Regions from separate parts of the Ovis canadensis genome. Here region 1 is linked to region 2. A link is a contact called in public Hi-C data. All regions are on one chromosome and are shown on one strand. The core of a region is the stretch at or near the end of the contact, and the rest is flanking DNA. Distances in the headings are between cores, read along the strand shown. Region 1 holds the start of CREBBP (CREB binding protein). Region 2 overlaps TRAP1 (TNF receptor associated protein 1).

Region 1 (4,690 bases), core at 29-2,528, 140 kb after region 2:
CAGAAAACTAAACTACTTCTCTTAGGTAACTGATAGGAGTACCGAAGAAGGTCTCCAGACAAGCTGTTTAAACGATTTATTCAATATTCTGATAAAAATAAATTTTTAATGGTAATTCCTACATTCCTGAACATAATTTATATATATATATATATATATATGTACATTGTAAGAACACCACAAGCTCCCCTGGAGACTGCAGCCCAGATGAATCTGCTGTTTAACTTTCTTCCGAAGTTATACACGTGAAATTAACACTCCACAGCAACTTTTATGACATCTTGCTAAGAAGTTCTGGGTTGCGAAAAATGGAATGGCTTAGGTGACCAGCGACAAGAGTTTTCAAAATAGCACTAAGCATTTTCCCAGGAAGCACATTCCAAGAAACTTATAAGTCGTAACTCACGGGCTGGCTGCTGTTAGGAAAGTCCTCTGGTCGCAGCCTTGTGTATATGTTACCGATTCAGAAAACACTTCGGGATTCCTTTCGGCAGCACTATTTCCTTCTCTCACTAGCCAGCGTACCCTCCGCTGTCATCTCTCCAGCCAGCCAAGCTTGTGTGGACGGACACACGGCGGCAGTGGGAGGCAGACGGAATCACCACGCAGAATACACACGCTCCACTTTACTTTTCCTCCCTGGAAGTACCACTCGGTCTCCCGGCGAGGAGGGCTCTCCAGCTCCGGGCGATCCAAGCGCACCGGGCATGTGCCGCCCCACTCGGGCCCCATGACAGTCTTCCGACAAACTTCCCCCTCGGCGGCGGGGGTCCGGGGGAAGGGGCTGCGCGGGCCTTCGCTCCGCGGGCCCCGCACAGCCCGCAGCCGAGTTGGGGTCTCCCGGGGGCACTCACCTCCGGATGGGGCTGACAAGCAACCCCCGGGGCCCCGGCCCCCCGCCCGGCCCCCTTCTCACCTGTGCTGTCATTCGCCGAGAAGCCGGGAGAGCTGAGTTTGGCTCGTTTGGGGTTGGGCGGTCCGTCCAGCAAGTTCTCGGCCATTTTCACCTGCTCGCGAAAACAGCCCCGAGCGCGGGCGGCCGGGTCGGCGAGGGCTCCGGGGCTGGGGTCGGCGCCGGCCCCGGCCGGCTGCGAGGGGAGAGGAGCGAGCGCGAGCCGCGAGCGAGCGCCGAGGGAGAGGGAGGGCGCAGGGCCGGGTGGGGGAGGCGGCGGCCAAATCTCAGCCACAGCAACAGCGCCCCGCAGCGCTCACCGCCCGCCCCCGGCCGCCGCCGCCGCCGCCGCCGCCGCCGCCGCCGGCCGCGGCCCCCTCATCCCCTGCCCGCCTCCCGAGCGCGACACTCCGCGGCGGGGGCGCCCCGGCGGCCCGGCGGCCCCCCCGGGCCCGGCTGGCAGCGACAGCGCCCGGCCGGGCGGCTCAGGCAGTCCCCGGGAACATGGTGCCGCCGCCGCGCCGCCGCCTCGCTCCCCCCCCCCCGCGCCCCACTTAATTAATTCGCTCGCGGCCCGACTACCGGGGGGCTCCGGGCTCCGCTCCCCGCCCGCGGCCCGCCGCCGCCGCCGTAAGGAAAAACAATGCGCGAAGCGGGGCCGCCGCCGCCGCCGCCGCGGCCCCCCCACCCCCCGTTCCGCCGCCGCCGCCGCCGCCGCCGCCGCTGCCGCCGCCGCCGCCGCCGCCGCGGCTCCGGGAGGCCGAGCCGAGAGGCGAGCGGGGCCGCTGGAGCGGGCGCCGAGGGCCGGGCGGAGCGGGCCGGCCGGGCGGAGCGGGGTGCGCGGGCGGTTGTGGGGCCCGGGACCGGCGGGGCCGAGTAGATCGCGCTCGAAGCCCCGGTCGGGTCCGCGACAAGATGGCGGCTGTTGATTCCTCAATTAAAAAAAAAAGAAAGTTTTTTTTCTTCTCTTTCCAGAGCCTGAACGGGGAGGGGGAGGGGGCGGGGCACGCCGGTGCGTCACCCCCCCGCGGCGTCACTACGCACGGCCCCCGCCCCGCCCCCTCCACCTGCGCCGGCCGCGGCGGAAAGAGCCGAGCGCGCTCGGACGGAAAGGGCCGAAGGCGCGGTTGCAGTGCGTTGTGCTGCCGGGCGGAGGGACGGCCGGACTGCCGGCCGGGGGCCCGGCCTGCGGGGCGCCGGGCGTCGGCACCGCCGCCACTTTTGTTCTGACGGCGACTGGGCGGTGAGAGCTCTGGCTGCGGCCTGGCCTCAAGCCGGGCCCCTGGGCGTGGAGTCGGCTGTGACAGGGCCCGCCTGTCCCGCAGGGCGACTCTGCTCAGTCCCGGCTTCTCTCCCCGCTGCCCCGCGACTAGGCCTGGCCACTTCCCCTCGCCGGATGCCAGCGATGTATCGTGGCCTCTGCAGGTTACACATTGCCCTCTGGTTCGCCTGCGAGCGGGTGCAGTGGGGAAACTGAGGCAGGAAGTGGCGGGGCCGGAATTCGAACGCCCCCGCGAGATGTGAGGGGCGTCGCCAGGCTTCTGAGCCCCTGTTCCGCAGCCCGATGCCCCGGGGGCGCCAGGTGCGACACCCTCAACCTGCCTCGAGGTGGTGAGCGCTGTCCTCCAGCCGGGCGCTCTCAGCCTGTCCCCAGGCCCAGAAGGCCCCATTACATCAGGGCTTAGGGCCTCGACGGGCCTTGGTGCGCTACCCTCGCCGCCCCACGACAACCTCCTGGAGCCCTCAGGTGCTCCAGACAGGTGTGGGGTCCCAGGGGGATCGGCCCGCCTGGCCACTCCCCACAGGATGGTTCCACAAAAATCTGAGGTGTTCACACATCTCAGTTCTTTTTATCTGCTTCTCAAAACTTGCCAGCGCTTCATCCGAAGCCCTTATCTGAAAGGTATCACCAGCAACCTGTTCCCTAAGCCAGAATTCTGAGAGTCAGCGCCGACTCCTCCCTCCCTCTCCACCCACCGAGCAACCTGCCTCCCAGGTCCTTTACCTGGGCAAACCGCTCTTCCTCCCACTCCCCGGCTCCAATGGCATCTCCCCACTAAGCGTCCCTTGAAAACTATATTTCTCCCCATTCAGCACCAGAGTTAACTTCTTGGAAAGAGAAAAAAACTCTGCTTCAAAGAAACAGCATTTATATAGTGTCTGTGATGGTCTTCAAGTGTTAAGACTGAGTGATCTCACTTTCCTGTACCCGCAAAAACTAATACAACATAGTAAAGCAACTATACCTCAACTAAAAAAAAAAAAAGACTGAATGATCTTTCTACTTTTTTCTGTTTATGTATATTGTTCAAAATCTTGACTGCCCCCCTTTGCATCCCTCTTCCATTATCCATGCCTCACTCCATCCTTACTCCCCCCCCCCACAATCACTAGAAGTTCTTACCACTCAGACCTCTTCATACTTTTGCAACTGCTGTTCCCTGTGCTGAGAATACATATACCTGGCAAACTAACTAATACCAAGACCCGGTTCAAATATCACCTGCTCCAGGAAGCCCTCCCAGCCCAGTTTAGAGCTCCCACAGCACTTGTGGGCATACTTCTGTGAAGGTATACCACACACACGCTCATTTTTTATCCTTCTTGTTTTTGTTTATCAAATATCCCTTGAGAATCTCCTGAGGGCATTGCCACTGCACTAACTTCCTGGGCAAAGAATAAAGAAATCCCTATCTATTCAAAGAGGCCAAACAGCAAATCCTGGAAATCAGAAACAAACATTCAAGAAGTCACTGCATAAGAAAGCAGGAGGTGTTTAGAGTCACAGAGTAACACAGGGGACAGCAGCAGCCTGTATCTGAATGTGCCTGTGTGTCCTTCTCACCACAAGTCTGGGAGCCCTGTGAGGACGAAGGCCAGGTCTTCACAGCACAGTGCCCTGCAGGAGGCAGGTTTGTAAAATTTGATGAATGAATGAATGAACAGTGTCAGGCTCCCCTGAGGCCTAGAGGTCTCAAGGACACTGAGAAGGTTGGATTCCAGCCTGAAGCAGCTCCAGGCCATTTCTCCACAGAGGGGACAACATGTCAGGTCACTTAGAGGCCTCAGCCAGGGCCTGCTTGGGTCAGTAGGAATACCTCCAGGCCCTTAGAATTCCTGGGTAAATGGTTTACACAACAGTGGGCACATGAGCTTGTGCCATCCTCGCACTCCCAGAGGGGGAAATGGAGGGCACTTGTCCCTAAGACTCAGGTAAGTGACCTGGACGTGTCAGGCCTGAGCCTGAAACACAGGTCTTCAAACCCCATGTTCTGGCCTCCCAGCCCTGAAACATACCTGCTCTACAGCCCTTTTTCTGTCTCACTTGTATCCTTTTGTTCCATTCCCCTGGTATTTCCTGATATCTGCTGTTTCTTTCCTTTCTACGTCTTCTCCCCTTAGTTTGACTCTTGTCAAAGAACACAGCATTCAGACATGGGTGGGGGAACAGCACGGGAGGAAGTATGGCTCCCGCCTGCCCACCTTAGCCCGGGATCAAGGTTGACACAGACAAAAGGGACCCAGCAGTGTTGAGTGTCTTCTGTATCCCAGGCCGCCCTGCCATATGCTCCACTCAGATCAGCACTTCGCACAACCCTGGATGGAAACATCACTGTCCTCTTTTTACAGAGGAGGGAATAAGGCCCAGAGGAGAGCAATCAGTCACTAAGGGGCTCCATAGGGTTGCAGACATGAGCCTGCCTGCTCTCTCCAGTCTCAGAGGCCATGTCACCAAGGAATCCCCATTTACAGGATGCTTCAGGGCCCAGGAGAGGAGCAAGAGGTAGAAACAGATCA
Region 2 (4,361 bases), core at 1,381-3,880:
GATCAACAGAAGATAAGCTCCTAGCTAGACTGATGAAGAAAGAAGAGAATACCCATCATAAATACCATAAAGGGTATTGTCACAAATTCTAAGAAGCCCTGAATTTCTACTGAATTCTATCAGTTATGAGGAAGAAATAACACCAATCTTACACAAAGTTTCAGAAAATAGAACAAGAAATTGCTTCTCTTCAATTTTTGAGGATATCAAAGCCTGAGAAAGACATCACATAGACACGCACACCATAATAATAATACACCAATATCCCTCATGGACACAGACATGGAGGTCCTTAATAAAATATAAGCAAGGAAAACCCATTAAAATATAAAAATGATACTACATCATGACCAAGTAGGTTTACCTCAAAGATGCAAGGCTGGTTTGATACTGCAGGTTCAGTTCTAGACCACAACAATAAAGCAGCTACCGAGATAAAGTCACTCAAATTTGGGGGTCTCCTAGTGCATATAAAAGCTATGTTCACACTATACTATGGTCTATTAAGTGTGCAACAGCATTACGTCTAAAAACACAGGATATGGACCTTAACTGAAAAATGCTTTATTGCTAAAAAATGCTACCCATCAAAAAAAAAAAAAGAAAAAGAAGAAAAAAATGCCACCCATCATCTGAGACTCTAGCAAGTCCCAATCTCTCTGCTGGTGGAGGTCTTGCTCTGATGTTGGTGGGTGCTGACTGATAAGGGTGGTGGTGCTGAAAGCTGGAGTGCCTGTGGCAATTTCTCAATCTCTCCCTTTCACAAAGGTTTCTCTGTAGTATGTGATGCTATTTGATAGCATTTTATCACACTTTTTACAGGTTGTGGTTTGTGGTACCCCAAAACGATCACAAGAGCAAAAACATCAAAAATCACAGATCACTGTAACAAATATAAAAATAATGAAAAGGTTTGAAATACTGGGAGACACAGACATGAAGTGAGCAGATGCTATCAAAAAAGCAGTGCTAACAGACTAGCTCAACGCAGGGTTGCCACAAATCTTCAATTTGTAAAAAATGCAATTATCTGTGAAATGCAATGAAGCAAAGCACTATAATGTGAAGTAGGCCTGTAAACAGTCAATCAATATAATTAACTCTACTACACAAAAAATAATGCAGCAAAAGAAACGGTAGTAACGGGCTCGGAATAAAGGAGCGACTGGGAGCACAGCTGTGAGGACGGCGTCTGCAGAGGCAGCCAACCTCCGCCCTCAGAGAGCGTCACCGCTGTAGCACGCAGGCCCAGACTCTCTGAACTTTTAATTTTGCAAAAGAAATCAGAAACTCAAATATTCATGTCAAATCTGACTTTAAACGCTTGCATTTACTTTTTTAAAAGGTTTGAACCAAACATAACTGTTTTATAACCAGAATTAGCCTGTGATAGCTACTTTGCAACTCTTTGCTAATCTGGAAAATGAAATCCATGAGCAAGTTTACCAAAAGAGAGAAATATAAAAGCTGCAAATAAGAGGCTTCTGGGATTTCCCTGGTGGTCCAGTAGCTAAGACTCTGCACTCCCAACGCAGGGGGCCTGGGTCAGGGAACTATATCCTACATGCTGCAACTAAAGGCCCCGCATGCCACAAGGAAGAGCAAAGCTCCCATGTGCTACAACTAAGCACTGGCACAGCCAAATAAAAGAAATACAAATAAATATTAAAAAAAGAAGGTGCTGATGGGAAAAAGGTGCTGACAGACTTGCTCATCCATTTCCATTTGGTAGAAATTAGGGAACAACTCTCATAGAAGAAGCAGGTATCTTTAAAGGGCCAGACAGTAAATATTTTAGGAGTTTTGAGCCCTGTTGCTCAACTCTGCTGCTGCAGCAGGAGAGTGGTCACAGGTAACACATGAAAGAATGGCATACCCATGCTCTGATATAACTTTATTTACAAAAACAGTAAGTCTAGTTTGACCCATGCACCTTCATTCACAGAACACTGAGATAATTCATAAAGGAAAAGACTGGTATTTAACAAAGTTAAAATTAAGAACTTCTGTTCATCAAAACAAACAAAAACTCCATCTCCCTCTGAAAAACAAACATCGGGCCGAGAGTGAAGCGGTGAGCTACAAACTAGGAGAACACATGTGCAACAATTGACAAAGGGTATTATTGATAAAAGGTCAGCACCCATCGGAAATACATATGTGAAAGTGTTAGTTGCTTAGTCATGTCTGACTCTCTGCGACCCCGTGGACTGGATAGCCTGCCAGGCTCCTCTGTCCATGGGGATTCTCCAGGCAAGAATACTGGAGTGGGTAGCCCTTCCCTTCTTCAGGGGATCTTCCTATCCCAGGGATTGAACCTGGGTTTTTCGCACTGCAGGTAGATTCTTTACAATCAAGAAGAAAAAGACAGAAGCAAAAAAAAAAAAAAAAAAAAAAATGAAATAAAAACAGCATTTCACAGAAAAGGAAATATGGCTAATAAACCATAGAAAAAACTTTATTAGCAATCCATTAAAAGGCAGTTAAAAATCACAACTGAAATATCATTTCATAACCATCAAACTGACAAACATTTAAAACATCTGGAAATGCCAAGCTCTGGTGAGGATACAGCACAGTGGGGAGTCTCACAGAGCTGATGGAATGTAAACCCAGATCCACTCTGAAAAAGTCAAGTGCGGATTAAAAACACACACCCTAAACGCAGCAACTCCACATGAGTCACGCACCCTATGGAAACGCACCCGTGCGCCCGCGGGCAGGATGCCTGCACAAGGACACACCCAGAAGCCCTGGGCGAGCAGCAGCCCCATGCCTGTGCCAAGGATGGAGGAACCAGAGGCAGCACGTTCGCGTGAGGGAATCTTACAGAACGTGCCATGGGTGCCTCTTACAGCCAACACCTGGAGCACACCAAACGATCCAACAGCACACACGCTTCCGGCAGGAATCACACCTAAAGAAGTGAAGGTACAGTAACACAACCGAGGAAGCAGGCGATGCACATTACCCCGGATAAAGCTACGAAAACAACGCTGACCCAAGAAAGTCACAGCAGAATATACACAGGATGATTTCAACAAACTGTGTGTGTACGTATGTGCATCTATCCATAAACACACATGCAGAAGAAAGAAGAAAGGCAAGGGAATAAGATCCAGATTGTTCAAGTCAGCGGTCACCTCTGCGGGGAGAGAGAAAGGGACATATCGGGAGGGCGCACAGTGCCCTAGAGGGAAGGTGGCATCTGTTCCTGAGGTGGGCAGCGGGGATTCCTTTATGCTGCTTTTAGAAACATGCATTCCTTTTTAGATGGCATGCCTTTCACCAAAAGAAGGAAGGACAGGAGGGAGGTGGAAGGGAGGTTGGCAGGAAGGAAAGAGGAGAGGGAGGGAGAGGGTAAGGAAGGAGGGAGGGAAGCAGACAGACTTTGGGGTGGGGAGCTAACCACCAGCTTCCACCCCGCTGGGTCACTTTGGACTTGCAAACAGATGCACACGAGCCTCTGGAAACCAGTCTAAGCAGAGCAGCTCCCCGAGGCCTGTGGGATGTAATGGGGCCAGGGCCAGGGCCAGCTCTCCCTGAAGGCTGGGAGGGCAGGATAAGCCTTCAGTGTAGCCCGGCCTGCAGGTGGGAAGTGGAGGAGCGGCAGGAAAGGGAATCTGGCAGGCCTTGAACAACCTAATCAATACTTCCTGAGTGAAGGCCCCCGCTTTGGCATTTTGCTCTACTTCAAACCATGGTTAAGCTTCACCAGCTCAGATGACAGTAAGTCCGCAGAGCTATTACTTTTCCAGACCGTACTTCTGGTGACCCTGTGGGGACAGCACTCAGGGTGTGGGAAACGGTCTGAGGCCAGTGGAAGGTGAGTTGCTCAGTCGTATCTGACTCTTTGCGACCCCATGAATCGCAGCACGCCAGGCCTCCCTGTCCATCACCAACTCCTGGAGTTCACTCACATTTGCGTCCATCGAGTTAGTGATGCCATCCAGCCATCTCATCCTCTGTCGTCCCCTTTTCCTCCTGCCCCCAATCCCTCCCAGCATCAGAGTCTTTTCCAATGAGTCAACTCTCCACATGAGGTGGCCAAAGTACTGGAGTTTCAGCTTCAGCACCATTCCTTCCAAAGTAATCCTAGGACTGATCTCCTTCAGAATGGACTGGTTGGATCTCCTTGCAGTCCAAGGGACCCTCAAGAGTCTTCTCCAACACCACAGTTCAAAAGCATCAATTCTTCGGCGCTCAGCTTTCTTCACAGTCCAACTCTCACATCAAGTCAAGAGTACAAACCTCTAATCTGGAGAGTCCATCTGGGGACTTTATTCTGTGGATACAGCTGAACCTGAATACAAAGAGAGATGAAAGGCCATATACTACAGCAAATTCCTGGGAACCACCTA

Evidence for each region. A called contact is a pair of places that touch in the nucleus more often than the background predicts.
Region 1: a Hi-C map of fibroblasts shows a contact between it and region 2, with 5 times the contacts expected there. The contact joins the promoter of CREBBP here to the enhancer-like site in region 2. A contact is called at or near these places in 2 of 2 Hi-C or Micro-C datasets (fibroblasts and lung).

What each region holds. Positions count from the first base shown.
Region 1 is chr24:18,425,514-18,430,203 of ARS-UI_OviCan_v2, forward strand. CREBBP (CREB binding protein) reads right to left here and starts at 1,279. Exons shown (of 31, transcript XM_069570662.1): 1 at 917-1,279. The coding sequence starts at 1,001.
Region 2 is chr24:18,282,516-18,286,876 of ARS-UI_OviCan_v2, forward strand. All of the region lies in intron 2 of TRAP1 (TNF receptor associated protein 1), which reads right to left. Among named protein-coding and RNA genes, the nearest start is that of TRAP1, 15 kb to the right of the region's middle. Within about 2 kb of position 2,631, the one cell type or tissue checked has open chromatin away from gene starts, as enhancers often do. A contact at or near this core is called in fibroblasts, where this site is marked.